3 separate regions of the Sus scrofa genome follow, and regions 2 and 3 are each linked to region 1. The links are chromatin contacts, called in public Hi-C and HiChIP or PLAC-seq maps. All regions are on one chromosome and are shown on one strand. The core of a region is the stretch at or near the end of the contact, and the rest is flanking DNA. Distances in the headings are between cores, read along the strand shown. Region 1 holds the start of ACVR2B (activin A receptor type 2B). Region 2 holds the start of EXOG (nuclease EXOG, mitochondrial). Region 3 holds the start of XYLB (xylulose kinase).

Region 1 (4,850 bases), core at 2,338-4,837:
CAGGCCTTGACTCTGTGCATGTCCTTGATAGTTACCACTACACTGGGCCTGAGAATCACTTCGCTCATTCCACACACACTTTTTTAAAGCCATACCCAAGGCATATGTAAATTCCCACGCCAGGGATCAAATTTGAGCCACAACCATGACCTATAGCCCACTATGCCACAGTGGGAACACTTCCACACGCACTTTTCCCCTGAGGACACAGACAACATCTTTGGGTCAGAGAATAGCCTGCCTATGAAGACACCTTGGAGCAGTCAAGGCCAGCACTTCCCAGAGGCACAGACAAAAACCAGGTCCTCTTTCCCAGCCAGTAGCTCCTGACATCCCACTCAGAATATTCTCCAACCACCTCCTAGTTTGCCCTGATTTAAATCCCAAGTAGAGAGAGAGATGTCAGGAGTTCCTGAGGGAGACACAGATGTGTGTCAGGGATGTCCACTGCAAGAAAAGAGCCAAATGACTTGTATCCCAAGGAACAGTGGGCCAGACACAGGATGCAGAAGACTTTCAAAAGTAAGTGAACGTTGATCTCGTAACTACTACTGTGCACCAAAGCAGCATAAATTCTGCCTTTTTTTCTAGGTCAGCATCATCCATTTTGGTAGCCACCAGCCAAATGAGACTGAGCATTTGAAATGCCAAAATCTGATGAAATGTTCTATATGTATAAAATACACAGACTTGGATGACAGTACAGATAAAGAATGTAAAATGTCTGTTTTAATACTGATTATATGCTGAAAAGGATTATTTTGTAGACTTTAGGTTAAATAAAATATACTGTTGATTTGACCTTGTCATGAACTGAATGTTTGTGTCCCCTCAAAATTCACGTGTTGAAGTGCTAACGCCTAGTATGATGGTATTGGAAGATGGGCCTTTGCAAAGGCTTAGACTGCTCATGAAGATGGAAGAGGAGGAAAAAACAAAAACAAAAAGCAATCCTTGGGAGTCCCCATCGTGGCTCAGCGATTACGAACCCGACTAGTATCCATGAGGACATGGGTTCCATCCCTGGCCTTGCTCTGTGGGTTGAAGATCCAGTGTTGCCGTGAGCTGCGGTGTAGGTCGCAGAGGCGGCTCGGGTCTAGCATTGCTGTGGCTGTGGCATAGGCCAAGGGCTACAGCTGTAATTGAACACCTAGCCTGGGAAACTCCATATGCCGTGGGTGCAGCCCTAAAAAGACCAAAAGACCAAAAAAAAAAAAAAAAAAAAAAAAAAATCCCTCACCCCTACCCCAAGCCCCAAGTAAGACCATGTGAGGAAGCCGTGAGAAGGCAGCCATCTGCAAGCTAGGAAGAAGGCCCTCACCAAAACACAACCATGCTGCACACTGATCTCAGACTTCCAGCCTCCAGATTGTGAGAAAATAAATCGTTGTTTAAGTCACACAGTCTATGGTATCTCGTTATTGCAACCCAAGGAAACTAAAACACATTTGCTTCTTTTTCCTTTTATTAACATACCTACCAGCAAATTTTAAAGTCATATGTGTGGTTCACACTACGTTTCTGTTGGACAGTGCTGTTCTAGATCTTCCCCCTACAAGGCCACAGTGTGCCACAGGCGGTGGTGGGACTTCTAAACTGCAAGCCAGGAGCTTGAAGGAAGGGCATCCACGAAATCATAGGAACAGGAGGGCCAGCTCTGCCTCCACTCTGGCCTCCTGAGGCTCTTCCTATAGTTCCTCCCAAGTCAGGACAGTGGCCACCAGACAACTGGCTGTTGTGACTACAAGTAACACCCAATGATCCCCACCTTCCTCCAAGGCAGGAACACAGGTCTGTGGATGCCAATTTAACTCCAGTTGCCCCACCTTGCCGGGTGCACTGCTCAGCACTCCGCAAGGCAGGGAAGAGGAGGGAAATACAGTGCTTCTAGGGGCCCAATCCCTCTCTGCCTCACCCATTGAGGGTCTAGAGAGGGTTCCAGGTCTGAGGCTGTCCTGTCCTGGAAGGAGGTTCCTTCTGCAGACCTGAGAATGGAAGAGCCAGGGATCCAGAGATAGACAAGTAACCTGCTGCTTGTCCATTAAGTCAGCTGGCTGCAGCCCTCCTCTCCAGAGGCCAATGCATTTCTTTCACTTCAGAGTTCTCATTCGTGGGGAAAAGCAGCACTTAAAGGCAGAGAAAGGAACAGGTTCAACACCACCAAAACTTTGCTTCTACGACACAGGTAATGGCTCCAAAAGAGTCATGACACCCCCTCCATACAGCACCAGGCACCAAACAGGGGTCTCTGTTCTCTGGTCCCTGCACTCAGGCCACGCAGCTTTAAGCCCTGCCTGGAGCTCTTTCGCTTTGGTGTAGACAGCTAAGCTATGCTACACTACACAGGAGGCGGGTAGAGTGGAAGTGGGAGTGGGAGTGGGAGTGGGGATGAGGAGGAGATCCCGGATTCCCACCCACTCCCCACCCCCGCAGCAGCCTGGGGATCCCAGCCCCGCCCCTGCCTGCCCGGGCCCCGCCCTTCGCGGGTTTCCCAGACTCCGCGCTGCTGCCACCTCGGGCGGCGGCGGCGGCGGGGGACCCGAGCTGCATGTGTAATGGGGGCTGGGAACAAAGACGCGGAGGACCAGGCTCCCGGGCTGCCGCGCACCAGCTTCCTCGACCGCCCCAGGCTTCTCCCTGGAGATTTAATGCGTGGCTCCCCACGGCTGCCCGGGCCTTTCTGAACCCGAATGCCAAGCCCGTAGCCGCACGTACTGCGTCCCAGAAGCGCTAAAAGAGGAAAATCAGTGCTTAGGCCTGGGGGAAGAGGTCTCCCCGCGGAAAAACGCGCATATACACTCGAAGCCAAATATGCTCAACCACGCGCACGCACGCCGAACGCTAGTCCCGAGGGTCACCCGCCCCCGCCACGTGCTTCCCGGAGGCCAGACAGAACAGAGACCTGTTGGTTTTTCCTCCCATCTCCCCTCCCCTCCTAGGCGCCCAAAACAAAGCAGTCCCGCGGGGTGGCCAGCATCTCGCGTCCCAGATCGCCGCAGGGAAAGCAGGCGCAGGTGGGACCTGGCGCCAAAGGCGCGCCTCCGGAGGAACACCACGCAGATGCTGGTGGGATGGGGTGCTGGACTCCTCCCGGCTATGTGAAGCGACGCGCTTCCCTTCGCTACACCTAGTGGCTCTAAAGATCGCGCACTCCAGCTGCCAGCCGCTGCTGCACCTACAATCCCGCCACTCCCGCATTAGACCTGCCAGCTCAGCTTGGCCACCTGCCCCTCGTTCCAGTTCTCCTCCTAGTCTGCCTGGGTGCCACGCGCCCGTGAAGTCTGAACCCTGACCCCGGGGTTGCCTCTGCGAACTGGAGACCCGCAGGCCGCCGCACGGGCAAGACCGTCCCCCAAAAGATCAGCAAGCGGGGCGCGCTACGCGCCCCCTGTCCCCGCCCCGGGAGGTGCAAGCTGGGTGCAGGTGGCGCGATAAGGAGGCCGCGGGCCCGCCCTTTGTTGGTAAACACCGCGCGGCGCCCGAGGCCGACCTGCGCGCCCCCCACGCCGCGCCCTGTCCTTACCCACGCACAGCGATCCCCAGAGGAGGGCGAGGGCCGCCCAGGGCGCCGTCATGTTCCGCGGCGCCGCCCCGCGGACACCCGGAGCCCGCGGGCAGGGCCGCGCGGCGCTCCTGGGGCGCGCAGGGCCCGGCGGCGGCTGCGCTCTCCTTCCCGCTCCTTCCTTCGGTCTTGTTCCCCGCGCGCTTCCTGCGCCTTCGTCCCAGGGCAGCGTGCAGGCTCCAAGGGCCGCGCGGCGGGGCCGGGCTCAGGGCCGCTGCGGGCGGCGCAGGCTGCGGCCCCGGCTCCGGGGCGACGCGGGGGCCGGGGGGCGGCGGCGGGGCGCGGGCCGGGGCGCGCCCGACTCAGGCATAGCGCGGCGGGGCTGGGCCCGGGCCCCGGGCGCAGGGGCCGAGTCCGGAGGGGCCATGAACTGGGGGAGGGGTGGGGGGAGGGGAGCTGAACCGCGTCCAAAATGGCTCCTGAGCCTCGGCCGCGGAGCCGAGCCAGCAGGGAAACCCGGATGTTGGATACAAAGAGGCGGGCGAGCTGGGCGGGGAGGGGGAGGGGAGGCGGGCCCTCCGACCGCGTGGTCCGCGCCCCCCTCAGGGGCGTGGCTCCAGAGAAACAACAACACAGAGACTCCGCCCCCAGGCCGCGCCCTCCAGCAGGACGCGTGCAAACCATGGGTTTGGAGGGCTAAGCAGGGTCAGCTGGCAGAGTTGGCTGGGTCGTGTCCGGTAGCACTTTACCCCAGAACCCCAGCTCCCCAGCTCCCCGTGGCCTCCCGCACCGGGATTCTTGCTCCGCGCTGAGGATCCCATTCTCCCGGAACGCATGCTGCCCTGCGACCCCGAGTGAGTGGACCGCCCCCGATGATTCCTCTCTGCGCCTTCATTTCCCCGCCTGATGGGGGTCACAAAGCCACAACTAGAGATCTTGGAATTGACCCATCCTAGTGAGGGAGGGCGCGAGTCCCGCCGGGCAGAGCAGCAGCAGGTGGAAAAAGGCCTGTAGCAACTTGCTTCCCTACCCTTACCCAAATATTCTCAGCACTCCCACCCAGTTCTCTATCTCAGATTCTACCGTCCTTATCACAGCTAGAGTTTGGAAGGGTCTTGACGGGGGCCCCTAGCTAAAGAGGGAAAGCCCCCTCACAGCTCAGGGATGAGGTGCAGAATCCTTGAATAGAGAACTTCAGCCTCTCCAGATTTGCCACAGCCTTTCTAGGAGCAGGGCAAGAGCAACCAGGAGGGAGGTGGTGCCTGGAAGTGAGTTGTTTCACTTTTCCGAGCCTTTTTATTCAGAAAGTGAGGAGCCTAAATAAATAAAAAAATAAGGGAGGAAAAGT
Region 2 (4,209 bases), core at 1,121-3,620, 41 kb before region 1:
CCGAACAAGTGTATTAATTGGTTTAGATTTAAATGTTACCGTGGAAAACCTGTAACTCCCTCTTCTAAGCATATGTTTGTAAAAATAGCCAAATTTGGGAAACACTGTTTAAATGATTCTCTCTCCCCCCGCCCTCACTCTGTGAAAACTCAAGAATCCTTTATCATGCAGTTTGTTCTAGAATTGCAGAATCAAGTTAGTTCCCTTCTGCAGTCTCTAGTCTGAAAATAGTTTCTTTCCTAATAAAGAAGTACCCACGGGCCGGGGAGGGGGATAAGGACCTGATCTTGCTGGTGTCTCACTGTACACAAAGTACAGTGTACTCAAAAGCAGCCAAGGAAAAACTCATGTCATTACTAGTCATTGGTATGACTAAATGGGAGAGAGCCTGCCAACTCATTATGTTTAAAGAGTTAGTGTGTGGAGTTCCCGTCGTGGCGCAGTGGTTAACGAATCCGACTAGGAACCATGAGATTGCGGTTCGATCCGAGGCCTTGCTCAGTGGGTTAACGATCCGGCCGTGAGCTGTGGTATAGGTCGCAGACACGGCTCGGATCCTGCGTTGCTGTGGCTCTGGCGTAAGCTGGCAGCTACAGCTCCAATTTGACCCCTAGTCTGGGAACCTCCATATGCGGCGGGAAGGGCCCAAGAAATGGCAAAAAGACAAAAAAAAAAGTTAGTGTGGAGACAAAAGCACAGCCTTTTAAGTATTTGTAAAGGACCATGGTTCCTCCACACTGTTTTCAATGCTCCCATACTGAAGCAGAGACACGTGCTGCAGCAAGGCAGTGGTAAAACTAGTACAATTTTTCCTAGTGAGAGAAACCAAGTACACAATGAAGAGAGAGCTGTTTTCAAAATAATCCTCTTGATGCCCTCTGCAGGTTTCAACCCACCAGGATAGCTCTCTTGCTAAATGCGAAGTATCAGAAGGACCAAGTTAAATTAGCACGACGGGGACATTAAGAGATGAGATGAGCATGAGCTCATTTACTATGTCAAATATAAGGTATCCCTGATAACCTGCGGACTTACATACTTTAAAGAAAGGCTAGCAGGTGTTCTTCATTTGAACAATGATAAAATGAGGACTACTAAATATATGTCACTCATCCGTACTTACTGGAAGCCAATTATCTGCCAGGTCCCAGGCTGAGTAAATGGTGGAGAACGAAACTGACACGGTCCGAACGGTTATGGGACTAACAATCTAGGGGAGGGCATAGTAAAACACACATGTCGAGACTAATACTTTGGTGCAAGGGGGCGGGGGCAGATCCCCAGAGGAAGGAAGTGCACAAAGGAGGCAGGCGGGACGCGACGCAGAGTGGGGGCCGGGCCGGGGAACTGGACCGCGGACAACCCGGGGCCGGATGAGTGGAGACCGCGCGCGTCTAGGGTTACGGCTGGCTCCTACCCGAGATAGGAACCCGGGCCTGAGCTCTAGGGGCCCACACACTCACCGTCCGGCTCTTTCACCGCCAACGCAGGCTCAGCGTCCCGACTCCGGAGGAACTGCACGGCAGTAAGCCCCGCTCCTGCAGCGCCCACGACAGCTCCGGCCACAAAACCACTCAAAAAGCGCCGGGAGCCACGGAAGCGGGAAGCAAAACTTTTGACAACCATCTTGCCCGCGGCACCTGCCTTTCGCCGTAGCGCATGCGCGCCCCGGAAACCTGACAGCCAATCGCTACCCTGGGGCCAAGATACGCATGCGCCCCCTGGAGTCACCTGGCCCTGAGCCTCTCCCGGAGCGCAAGGGCGTGCCTTTCCTACCAAGCCCTCGCGCGCCCCCTGGTGACAAACTTGGAGGCCCAGGGGCATCCTGTCTCCATCCTTGGTCTGCTGGATGACGGATAACAACAGCATGATGCCTTGAAGGCTCAGTATGTGCATGTACAGTCTTAAGAAGAAAATACCTTTAGTCCCACTTAATAGGTAAGTAGTAAGTCATTTTCACATGTTTACACAAAGTTCTTCAGAGCCAAAATTCCAACTCGGGTCTGATTCCAAAACCTGTGCCACATTGGATGTCTTTATAACACTTGGTTTTGAAGTCACATGGTATATAAATCATAACTTCGAAAAATAGCTTTGCACCTCCTAAGGGGTTTCTTGACAAGACAGTACTCCATGGTGGCTGAGGACTCTGAATCCAGATGCAGAGCTTTGGATCCCCACCCAACCATTTCCTTCTTAAAATAGGAATAGGAAGAGTTCCCATTGTGGCTCACTGGTAACGAACCCCACTAGTATCCATGACGATTCGGATTCCATCCCTGGCCTCGCTCAGAGGGTTAAGGATCCCACGTTGCCCTGAGCTTGGTGTAGATTCCAGATGCCGCTTGAATCCTGAGTTTTGTGGCTGTTGCTGTGACTATGGTGCAGACCGGCAGCTGTAGCTCTGATTTGACCCATAGCCTGGGAACTTCCATATGCTCTAGTGCAGCCCTATAAAGCAAAAAATAATAGTAATAATTATAATAATAATACTCTTAGGCCATAGGGTTCTTATGAGGATTAAGGGAGGCTAACGATGTAAAGTGCTTAGGGAGGGACCTGGGGCATGTTGTTAAGCGCTGCTAATGTTAGAAATTTTTATTTAGTCAACGGTTTTATCTTTTTTTGTTGTTTTTGTCTTTTTGTCTTTTTAAGGCCACACCCATGGCATATGCAGGGTCCTAGGCTAGGGGTCGAATTGGAGCTACAGCTGCCAGCCTACACCACAGCCACAGCAATGCCAGGTCATTAACCCACTGAGCAAGGTCAGGGATCACACCTGCATCCTCATGGATACTAGTCAGGTTCATTAACCAGTGAGCCATGATGGGAACTCCTGTTTTATTTATCTTGATAGAATATAAATCCAGATTGCTGAATGCTCACCAACAAAGGAAGGACATTATGTCATTGGATTTTTTTGGCCCTGTGGCATGCACAAGTTTCCAGGCCAGAGATCCAACTCAATCTACAGCAGTAACAATGCTGAATCCTTAACCTGCTGAGCCACTAGGGAACTCCAGGAAGGATGATTGTTTTCTGCACTCTCACTCACAAATAAATGGGTCTTCTTAATTTTGCAGCACAAACTCCAGCATTCCATCTGGATTTAGTTTAAGCAGGAGGCCATGTCTAATAACCAGCTGAAGTGTAGTTTTAAGTTTCATGGCCCCATGCCCCTTCCCCCTAGGAATACCTGTCATGAGGTCATTTTGTATAATCCTCAGGGCCTCTGACACTAACTAGTTGAGCCAGATCAACCAGATTCTTTTTATGGATTTTGGATCTGGAACTTTCTCAGGATAGCAAAGCTGTGACACATAAAACTGTGGCACTACCCACACAGCCTTTTTTCCAAGTAGACAACAACAGATGCATCTAGTCTCCCACTGAGCACCTCTGGAACAAGTGCTGAGACACAGGTGAAAGCTTGCAATGCTGACCCCAACTTCTAAGCCTCTGAAAGAAGCCCAGACACATCCTGCCTTTACCCAGGGCTGGGCTGACCACTTTCCCCCAGGATCCTTCTAGCAAAGCCCCCTTTCTGTTTAATGGTGTCCGTCATTTCCTACAGGGAGTTCCCTGCTGGCCTAGTGGTTAAGGATTTGGTGGTGTCACTGCTTTGGCTCAGGTTTGACCCTGGCCAGGAACCTCCACATACCACAGTCGTAGCCAAAAAAAAAAAAAAAAAAAAAAATTATTCCAAAGAGCTCCAAGCAGGTTATGTAAGGTTTATAATAAACAATGAACAAAAAAGGCACTGACCCCTCCCCCAGGATTCAAAGCTGGTGTTTCTCCGCTTAGTAAATATTAGTCATAGGCCAGAAAAATCTTTTATGTTACTACAGAAAGCAGTGAGGTGATTTCTGGGGCTTTCCTGTTTTAGTAGGGACTATCATTATTTTATTAGCAGGGAACCATGTTTTCATCTAGTGAGATAAGTCAGGAACCCTAAAATGGGGGACTGGCTTGCTGATTCAGATTGGGGGTGGGGCCCCATCACTGTATTTTTAATAGCTCAGCAAATCACCCTGGTACTCAGCCACATTTGGAAATGGCAGAGTTTGTATTGTGCAGTAGTCCTGAATATAACTTATTTTTTAGGTTTCTCTGCTCCACTTACAAAATATTGCTCAAAGTTGTCTGCAAAGTATGAGAGTAGGGGGTAGGGTTGTATGTGCGGGGATCTTGGGGGTTTGGAAGATACAC
Region 3 (4,300 bases), core at 1,217-3,716, 64 kb after region 1:
GGATAAAGATAAACTGTATTCTATGGCCTATATGGCCCAGCCCAGCTTCCACCTCCCTCTTTGCTCCCCAGCCACCATGGCCTTCTTCAGTCCCATGAATGAGCAGCGCTCCTTGCCACAGGGACTTTGCACATGCCCGTTCCTCTCTACCATCTATCACCTGGTTAACCCCACTCATTCATATCTTGGCTTAAGCACTACTTCCTTAGGTATATTCCCTAACCCATTCTCCCAAGTTTGTGTCTAATTCCTTTAAAATAAACAGATGAAGAAGATAGTTCCTTTCCTTCAATGGCCTTCTCTGAGTTTACAACCAAATATTCTTTTGTGAGCGTCTTTGATTAATATCAATCTCTCTCCCTCAGTTGAAGCTCTGGGAGAGCAAGGACCATATGCCTCTTTTTGGATCAGTATCAAATTTCAGCACAGTGCTGGCACAAAGTCTCAGCTATGTATATGAAGTAGTGAGCAGAATGGGAAGGAATGCAGGAGAGCACAACCCAGGCATCGCAGAAAGATGCTGACAGATCCACCAAGACCACCCTCCCACAGTTTGATGTAGCCAGAATAGTGTGGTTTACAAATGTAAAATGTTGAGGGAGGAGCCCAACCCCCGCCCCCATACTTACACACTAGGTACATACCTGAATTCTGGAAGGTCTCTGTCAAAATGCACACTATCCTCATAGAAGACATTCAGCTCTGCATCAACAGCAACAACTTTTACCTGGAAGGCATTTTAAAAAGTAAGGTAGGGGAGTTCCCATTGTGGCTCAGTGGAAACAAATCTGACTAGTATCCATGAGGATGTAGGTTGGATCCCTGGCCTCGCTCAGTGAGTTAAGGATCCGGCATCCCGGTGAACTGTGTGTAGGTTGCAGATGCCGCTCAGATCCAGCATGGCTGTGGTTGTGGCATAGTCTAACAGCTACAGCTCCAATTCAGCCCCTAGTCTGGGAACCTCCATGTGCCGGTGCAGCCCTAAAAAGACAAAATTAATTAATTAATTAAAATAAAATAAAAAAGTAAGGTACAGAATTTTCCTCAGTTTCTACCTGGTCTAAGGATATGAACATCACCAAATGTAGCTCAACTCGCTAGAAAGTGGTTCTGCCTGGAGACCTCCTTGAGGCCCGAGTGCATCACTGTAACCATGGTAACAGAGGTCTCATCGGGGGACATGTCCAAAGACTTAGTAAAATGAAGAAGCTGAGGCTAAGTCGAACACCCATGCAGCTCAGGGAATTTTTGTCCTCCAAACAGCCAGAGCCAAGGCCTTCTAGAGGTGGATATTCTTCTAGAGGTAGATAAGCTGGTTCCTATGTCAAGCAACGAGGTCTGAGAAAGTCCTAGAGGAGAAGGAATACGAGGTGGGTTTGGAGATGTCTCTGGGGCTCCGCACCTGCAGGGGTCTGAGAGATCAGGCAAGGCCCCTGGGCTGTTCCCAAGGACCAGAGACACTTCCCAATGGAGCAGACCTCCAAACCCAAGGGTACAACTCCTTTCTTAGACAGATGCAGAAAATGAGGCCTAGCAAGACAACCTGACCAAGGGTCACAGGGCTTTCTGGTAAGGGATTGGTCACAGCCTTGCTCCGGAGATCCATTCACAGAGAAAGGTTTGACTGCAACTGTGTTAATTTCCCAAGTTAAGGAGAAGGAGCCCCTGGACACCACAGGCCCAATCTGAAGGCAAATTTTGCCTCAGCTTGCCTGTCTGTAGGGCCCTGGGCACGCAGGTTAACCCAGCACACTGGTGCCAACCAATGGCTGTCACAGGTGGGACAAAGTTCATGTGTATACTGTGCCAATTTCGCTTTTTAAAAAAGGCTTCAAGCGGTGTTCTAGTTCTAGGTCACTGGTTCTGCCTGTGTGCCTACCTGTCTGTCTGGTCCTCTCTCTTACAGTAGCTGAATTCTTTGGGTTCCACCAACTGCGCCCAGGGGGCGTGAACCCTTTGGTCCCCAGGGCCCTCTGGGAGCTTTCCAGCTACGTGCCCGCAGGGTCCTGCGGGGGTAGGGGACACGGTGGTGGGGTGGGGTGGGGGTGGGGGAGCCGTTTCTGGAAGGACCGGGGGTCCAGGCCGGGTCACGGTCGCATCTCCCGCGCTGTAGGCACCGGCAGGCACAGCCGGGAAGCCCTAGAAAAGGCGCGCCCGTGGCGTGGCCCAGGGTTCCGGGTGCCTGGTTCACGCCGCCAGCCCGCCCGATGTTGCAAAGAGGGCGGCTACGCCCGGCTGGTCTGGGCCCGCGTTGATACCTGCTGCGTGCTGAAGTCCCATCCCAGGCAGCAGTGGCGAGCTGAGTGTTCGGCCATGGCTGCGGAGGTTCCGGCTACGGGTCGCTCCCGCCGCGGGACTGTCTGCAAGCTCCAACGCGGTCACGCCAGGGCCCGCCCCTCGCCCCGCCCGGCTGGACGCCAGACCCTGGGACCCCGCGGCCTGGCTCTCTGGCGCCGCCTGCCGGTGGGCAGGGCGGGGGACGTGCAGCGACTCAGTCACGGCCTGCTGTTCACACCAGGGTCCTCCACGCAGCCCTCTCCCTCCAACCCCATCCCGCCTCGCCTCGCCCCACCTCCCATCGTGCTCCCTGCAAAGGCTTGGCCCTAACAGTCTGCTTTCCCTCGGAGGACGCCTTGGCCAAAGGATTCACCTTTAAGCCAGCTTGTCCTTGCCTGTCTCTCTGGTGGCCCTGGGGACAGCCATGGCTGTCTCTCGTGCTGGAGAAGCTGTCCACTGATGGTGGTGACACAGGGAAATGTGCCCTGGGGATGGAGGCACTGGGCTCCAGCAGGCCCTGTCCTGAGCCAGCAAATTGAGTAATTCCCCAGCTCTGACATGTGCCACATCTCACCTCTGTATTTAAAGTCAGAGCCTGAGCCCCCCACCCCCTCCATCTGGGGCTCTTTTGTCCTTGAGATCAGCTGGTGTTGATGGTGTCACCTGTGCCATGCATGGTGACGGGGGGTGAGAACCAAATCAGACCCACTCCCTTAATTCCTACAGCTGAAGACACCTCCTCATCCCCTTATTCCCTCTGGTGTGTCCCCTGGATGGCCTCCCGGCACCTACTCAAGTGAGATGCTCTTCCCGGGAGCTCCCAGCCCAGCAGAGCCCTGATGGAATGGTCTGATTACCCGTATCTCTCTTGCTGAACTTGAACTGCTTAGAGCCCAGATCCTCCTCTTAGCCCAAGGTCCCAAGGTCAGTGGCAGAGCTGGACCCAAATCTAGAGAGTTTGGCTCCAGAGCTTAGGTGTTTAACCAGTAAACAAGACAATTTGCTGGAGAGCCTTGTGAGAAGGCCCAGGGGAAAATATAAAAGGCTCTCGAAGGCCAAGGCTACTGGCTCTGTCTCAGGCTGCCTCAGAGGGAGACCTACTCTTGGTGAGGGGTGCCTTTCTCTATGGGTTATGGCATCTGCCTCATTTTGATGACTCATCCTTTCTCTTAATAGAACAGCCTTTTCACTCCAGAGAAAACCAGAGGTGTGGAGGCCATTTGCCTGTGTAAGGAGACTACACACCCACTGTCTGATCCATTGGCAAAGAATGAAGATAGAATTTTTTCTTTTCTGGCCACAGGATCCTTAACCCCATTGTGCAGAGACAACGCTGGATCCTTAAACTGCTATGCCACAGCAGGAACTCCAAAGACAGAAATCATTTAGGGCTACACCTGTGGCATACGGAAGTTCCCAGGTGAGGGGTCGAATCGGAGCTACAGCTGTCAGCCTTCACCACAGCCGTAGCAACATGGGATCCAAGCTGCTCTGCAACCTACACCACAGCTCACAGCAATGCCTGACCCCCTGAGTGAGACCAGGGATCAAACCTGCATCCTCATGGATACTAGTCAGGTTCTTCCCCCCCCCAATGAATTTTATTACATTTATAGTTGTACAACAATCAGCACAACCAAATTTTATAGCATTTCCAGCCCAAACCCCAGCGCATCTCCCCACCCTCCAAGCTGTCTTATTTGGAACTAGTCAGGTTCTTAAGCTGCTGAGCCACAGAGGTAACTCTAAAGACAGAAATCTTAATTCTGAGTTATTAATACCTACAGTTTCCTGGTGGCCTAGTGGGTTAAGGATATGACATTGACACTGCTATGGCTTGGGTCACTGCTATAATGCAGATTTGATCCCTGGCCCGGGAATTTGAACAGGCCTCAGGGGAGGCCAAAACAAGAAAAAACCCAAGGTGTCCATACCACCCATGTTGTCCTCCTGTTGTTGATGCCCAGGTTGCAATGGCCTGAGGCTGGTCTTTTGCTTATCAGCCTCCAAACTTGAACCTGGA

The links. A called contact is a pair of places that touch in the nucleus more often than the background predicts. HiChIP or PLAC-seq counts read pairs in DNA pulled down with a chosen protein or histone mark.
Region 2: a contact with region 1 is called in an H3K27ac HiChIP or PLAC-seq map of skeletal muscle. The contact joins the promoter of EXOG here to the promoter of ACVR2B in region 1. A contact is called at or near these places in 1 of 5 promoter capture datasets (liver), 1 of 47 Hi-C or Micro-C datasets (skeletal muscle) and 1 of 2 datasets of contacts at active chromatin or transcription factors (skeletal muscle).
Region 3: a Hi-C map of liver shows a contact between it and region 1, with 2.5 times the contacts expected there. The contact joins the promoter of XYLB here to the promoter of ACVR2B in region 1. A contact is called at or near these places in 1 of 5 promoter capture datasets (liver), 3 of 47 Hi-C or Micro-C datasets (heart right ventricle and liver) and 1 of 2 datasets of contacts at active chromatin or transcription factors (skeletal muscle).

What each region holds. Positions count from the first base shown.
Region 1 is chr13:23,236,436-23,241,285 of Sscrofa11.1, reverse strand. ACVR2B (activin A receptor type 2B) reads right to left here and starts at 3,587. Exons shown (of 11, transcript NM_001005350.2): 1 at 3,524-3,587. The coding sequence starts at 3,575.
Region 2 is chr13:23,276,619-23,280,827 of Sscrofa11.1, reverse strand. It overlaps EXOG (nuclease EXOG, mitochondrial), which reads right to left and starts at 2,370. Exons shown (of 11, transcript XR_001300113.2): 1 at 1,464-2,370.
Region 3 is chr13:23,172,035-23,176,334 of Sscrofa11.1, reverse strand. It overlaps XYLB (xylulose kinase), which reads right to left and starts at 2,466. Exons shown (of 21, transcript XM_021071667.1): 1 at 2,259-2,466; 2 at 645-727. The coding sequence starts at 2,315.